Linked DNA regions of Mus musculus: region 2 is linked to region 1. Evidence: chromatin contacts called from public Hi-C data. All regions are on one chromosome and are shown on one strand. The core of a region is the stretch at or near the end of the contact, and the rest is flanking DNA. Distances in the headings are between cores, read along the strand shown. Region 1 holds the start of Ldah (lipid droplet associated hydrolase). Region 2 holds the start of Rdh14 (retinol dehydrogenase 14 (all-trans and 9-cis)).

Evidence for each region. A called contact is a pair of places that touch in the nucleus more often than the background predicts.
Region 2: a Hi-C map of B cells shows a contact between it and region 1, with 10 read pairs. The contact joins the promoter of Rdh14 here to the promoter of Ldah in region 1. A contact is called at or near these places in 4 of 39 promoter capture datasets (the C10 cell line, hematopoietic stem and progenitor cells, hippocampal neurons and 1 more), 6 of 484 Hi-C or Micro-C datasets (B cells, CD4 T cells, CD8 T cells and 3 more), 2 of 115 datasets of contacts at active chromatin or transcription factors (astrocytes and pro-B cells) and 2 of 9 other capture datasets (adipose tissue and liver).

The regions. Positions count from the first base shown.
Region 1 is chr12:8,206,758-8,209,457 of GRCm38.p6, reverse strand. Ldah (lipid droplet associated hydrolase) reads right to left here and starts at 1,332. Exons shown (of 7, transcript NM_001364261.1): 1 at 1,254-1,332. It overlaps Gm33037 (a long non-coding RNA gene), which reads left to right and starts at 1,325. Exons shown (of 4, transcript XR_381233.4): 1 at 1,325-1,430.
Region 2 is chr12:10,389,384-10,392,083 of GRCm38.p6, reverse strand. Rdh14 (retinol dehydrogenase 14 (all-trans and 9-cis)) reads right to left here and starts at 1,304. Exons shown (of 2, transcript NM_023697.2): 1 at 858-1,304. The coding sequence starts at 1,244. Nt5c1b (5'-nucleotidase, cytosolic IB) reads right to left here. Exons shown (of 9, transcript NM_027588.3): 9 at 1,910-2,280. The coding sequence ends at 1,951.

The sequences.
Region 1 (2,700 bases), core at 83-2,582:
CAGGGGTCATCTGGAAGTACCTTTATTGATAAGCTTAACAATGAATGCTCTAAAACAAAAATAGGTTGAACACATAATCTTATATTTAATTCATATTTAATCTTTTCACATGGCCAATTTTAATAGGTTCTTGCAGTGCATGTAGGCTGCCTCCTGAGGTTGAGAACAAAGTTGCCTCACCTCTTAGGACCTCACCTCACTAGTCACATAGCATTAGCTCACAACACACTGATAAGCATATTGACCCTTTATGACACAGGCATACAATACAACGTTTCAGAAAAAGTGACCTGATATTTTGCCCATGATGATCTTAAAAGTCTCTCCTACTAACATTCCAACTTCTTCATCAAAGTAGTTTAGAAAAATGTTGAAGGCACCTGGAATGTAATAGTTTCCCAAAGTAAGAAAGAGCTTGATTAAAATATTCTTCTAAGAAGACAGCAAAGCCCAGAAAAATGTAAGAGCACACTAAAGGTCAGAAGCTACCATAAATATTATATAAGAAACAAGAGCAAGGAATTTAAAAGTAATAATTGAAAGAACAAAACTTATGGGGTGGATTATCAGCAGAGTAGTATCAACAAAGAACGAGATGAGAGAACGTGGATAGATCCACAAAATTTACAAACCTGAATTGGTGGGAAACAGTCTAAAAACTCAGCAGTAGCCCCGGGACTTGTACTACAATGACAAATGACCTAAAATTCATGCAACTAGAGTTTCAGAGAAGGCAATGTGGGGCTAAAACACACGTTTTAAGAAAGAGTATCTGGAAACTTCTCAAAATTGGGAAGGGCATAAATCTACAGATTCAAGAAGCTGAGCTTCTCAAGCTGGGGAAATGTATACTATACTATTAGAAGCCATGCATTTTGTAAAACTAAAATAAAAAAAAAAGTTAAAAGCAGTGAAACAACACATCATATGCAAGGGTAAAGGTAATTTTAATGTCAGCAGATTTCTCAGGAGAATCCACGAGGGACAGTGTCGACCACAGATGCCTGGGGAGCCCCAGCGCAGACTTGGATTTATTTCTAGAAGGCTGGCTGCCAGCGCATTGGCTTATCCTTACCCAGGGAGCCTCTGGCGACCTGGCCACAGGTCGGGCGAGTGTAGTGCCATCGCGTACCGCACGGCCTAGCGGCTGTGCACGCGGGGTGATGGCAGCTCAGTTATCCTAGCACCACCCCATGCGCAGCCCACGTGCCCTTCCTCAGACAAACCACACAGTACTGGCAGCATCACCTCACCTGCCCACTCACAAGGTATTGGGGTCGTCCGCCGACGTCTCGGCAAAGCCTCACCAGACCCGGAAGTTCCGCCTGTACTGACGTCACAGCGCCGCGCCGCGCCGGTCCCGGAAGTCGGGACCCGTAGAACGCTTTGCAAGGATCTCCCGTGTGAGAGTTTGGGTGGCAGCTTGATGGGTAGGTGGTTTATAGTCAGCGAGATTGCTGGGAGCAGCACATAGAGCGTTTCTAGCATACCACCTGAATTTTACCCGCTCTCTGTTCTTTGTCGTTTTGGTAAACGAGTTTTTCCTCTCTTTGGAGGTTCTTTCATTCCCCCCCCCCCCCCCATCTGCCCACTTTTCCTTTCTTCCACCACCAGTTGCTTTTCATTCCTGACTCATGATCACAGGAAAGTTGACTCTCAGCTGACCTTAGTGCTAGTATTCAACTTCATATAGTATTCAGTTTCATATTCAGGATAATGCGACCTTCCAGAGCTATTTCCAGCTTACTACAAACTTCAAGATAGTATCCTCAACACTTGGTACAATTGTAGGCAATCAGTGTATTTCTGTCCCCCAAAATACTGTCGCCAATATGGCAGTATTATAGCCAGAAGAAGCATGGAACTTAGAAAGAAAGAAAAAAAAAACCCATAGTAATTATCACACATGGAAAAGCTTTGCGCTTGTATCCAGCACCTCGGTGATAGTACCAACATCACTTATATTTTAACTTAAAAATCTTTTTGTATATTAGTAGCCTGGAGCCTATGGACGCTGGAAGAGGGCACTGGGTTCCCTGGGACCTGAACCACATAAGCCTATGGGTCACCATGTGGGTGCTGAGAATCAATCCTAAATCCTGTGGAAAAGGAGTTAGTGCTCATAACTACTGAACCAACATCCAACTAGCTGTGGAATGTAAACCGATAAATATCTTCATAACCCTTTTTTATCACTTCTACTTTCCACATCCAATAGGTAACATTTAATGAATATAGAAAAAGATATTCATTGTGTTAAGAGTTTTTCATGAACTAATTTTTAAACCCTTAGCATTTCAGTGTGGTCAGTATTAACAAGTGATCACTAGAGTTTGGAGATATAAATACATAAAAGTAAATGATTATGTTACGGTGACCATAGGATATGTACCAAGTGGTGTCAGTTTTATGTGTGTAAATTTCCTGCCAGTAATGCTGTTAAAGGACTACTGACATATCAAGGGCGTCTTTCTGGGTATCTGTTCCATCCTTCTTTCATCCATAGACTACATGACAGAATGCATTGGTGCAGGATTTCTTTTAATTCTTGGATATGCATCTACGATGTAGCATCTAGGTGATTTATGTTTCTGATTTCACTGAACCTGTGCCAGAAATAACTGAAGCAATTCAGACTTTATAGTTGGCCAGAGATTATTTCTGTTAACTGCAGTGTAAAATGAGGTGCGAAGAAACTGA
Region 2 (2,700 bases), core at 55-2,554, 2.2 Mb before region 1:
TTTCAGAAGAGACAAGCACCCTCCTGTGTCTGCCTTTAGATCTACCTGTGGCAAGTCACTTTGGCCACAGCCTTTCTACTTCGGTAGAATATTTACTGTACACCCAAGGAAATCACACACCTCAGCCTTCAAGTACTAGGAATGCACAACAGGAGATTAAAGCAAGGACTCTGAAGACAGACACGTCACTTAGCCTTCCTATGCCTCAGTTCCCTATCATGAAGTAGAGATATTATTGCTTGCTTTACAAGATCTGATAATAGCCAAAGATATTAAAAATGTCCTTAGCACATCCCCTGGCATGTATAAAACCTTCCATAAAGCTAAGCATTAAATTATTTTTATTCCTGTCCCTTTTCAGACACTTAATGGGATTCCAAGTTTAGGGATGATGCAGGGTGTCAGCAAGTGACACCCCCTCCTACTTCAGCAGGACAAAACAAAACAAAAAAAGAAAAAACAAACAAACAAACAAAACCAGGTAACGAGGGGAAAAAAACAGAAAGAAAAGTTTTAAGAAGGGTCTAATGAAAGTTTTTGGCTAGCTTTTCTCCTGTGGTGCTCACAGGCCTTGTGACACTGTAAGATTTGGCACACATTTCACTTCTGACAGGGGGAAAACAACTCAAAGATCAGCTGGTGACTGTCCTAGCCTAACAAAACCAAATGTCCAGACACTGGCTTATTTATGCACTTCTCCTTAGGACCTCCCAGGAATTCCTTCTCAGACCTGCCCCTCCTCCTAGCCGGGTCCAAGGCAGGCAGGAGCCTTTCCGGTTTGGTCATGGCCACCCTCAAGGTCACACCAGGTTTCAGAGGGCCCTCCCCGAGGGTGGCGAGCTCCATTCGACCCACACCTGTAGCAGTTCTTGGCAGAAAGCTCGCACTGAGCGCAGCGAGGCAAGGTCCAGCTCCTTAACGACCAGCTGGCCATCGGTGCCGTCGGGCCCGGCGCCCCCAGCCTGACAGAGCTCCTGCCTGAGCTGACCGGCCGCCTCCTCTGCTCGAGCGCGGTCCCGACATCCCATGATGACCCGCGCCCCCAGGCGGAGCAGCTCCGCCGCGGTGGCACGGCCCAGGCCGCTGTTTGCTCCGGTGATCAGCACTGTCTTCCCGTGCATGAGGCCCGGGTCCCCGCCTCCCTGCTGCCGCTGGTTTCTTGGCCCAGAGAACCGCCGGGCCGCCAGCCACAGCGCCCCGCCCAGTGCGGCCAGGAGCGCTGCGGCCACACTAGCCACTGCCATAACCTTCCGGGCCCGGTGCACTGGGCCTAGCGCACAGGTTCCGGAGTGCTATGGGGCCACCTACACGCGAAGGACTCTGGGGCGCCGCCTGCTGTCCTGGGCTACTGCGCGCGGGGCTTTCTGGGACTTGTAGTTTTGCTCCTAAGGCTGACTTGACTTAGCGTTCAGGAAGTACACATGAAAGCCCCAGCGGATTTATTTAGAAGTGGACAGTGTTAGAATTGGTTATATGCCTATAGACAAAATGACATTTCTTGGTAAAATTCTTGCCACACAAGGATAACAAAAGACACAGCCCCAGTTATCAGCAGTATTATTGATCAGACTCATTCCACCCTGAATATACCTTTTCTAGGTGATGCTGCATATAGAGATTCATTCATTTGACTAACACTAAAAGTGAGCAATGCTTTTTGAAAATTAATTAAGCTTCTTGTGAAACAACTTAAGTGTCAAAGTTCTAAACTTGTCTAAAGAGCCACCCATTACAACTTATAGATAGATGCAATGATATCCAACATCCTTAGCTTTAAAAAAGTAGAATGCTTGACTGTAGCTTGAAAGTTCAAAATTTTTTCCAAAAAGCAAAGAAAAACACCAAAGGAGCTAAGTTTTGTGGTCAAATTCTCAGAAATAACTAGTCACTCTAGCCATGCAAAACACATGCCGTTTGTAATACCAGACTGTTTATTTTTCCTCCCCATCCCTAGTTGCGTTTTTGAGCAATGCCATAAGGCACATGGGCCGTGATGGTACCAAATTTCTGTGCTGATTCAATGTGGAACATTTGGTCGTCGAAGAAGATGTGGGGCCGAATCTTCACTAAGATGGGACCTTTAGGGGCTCCAGCCAGGAAAAGAGCTTCATCTATCTCTAGACCCCATCGGCGAAGGGTCTTCAGCACACGGGCACCTGAACTCGCTGCACTACGAGCTGTAACCAGGTAGGTCCTGATGGGGCAAAGCAATCGTTCGTCTTTGGCATAGAATTTTTTCTGCAGTTTCCCTAAATCTTCCAGAAAGCTTTTAAGAGGACCCTGGAAAAGAGAACGTAAGTCTCAGCTGTGCAAGGGTGAGCAAAAGAGAAGTGATTACTGAAAACCAAACCAAACCAAACCAACCAGCCAACCAACCAACCAACCAACCAACCAACCAACCAACCAACCAACCAGGGTCTTATAAGACTTTAAAATCCACAGGTTGCTGACTGGCATGCAGTGATTCTGGGCTGACAGTACGATGCCAAACTCTCTACATTTATGTGAAGATATTTCCTGATACACAACCATCCCTTGCATGCCTGGAATAAATCTAGGATAACCACATCATTTTTCATCCAGACAAACATATTTTAAGTGTGAAAGAACGTTCTATAAGTAGTACTCCAGGGCAATAGGCATAAATTATCCCCGGTAACTGGGAGATGTGTTTCAGTTGACCACCAAAACCACCATTGT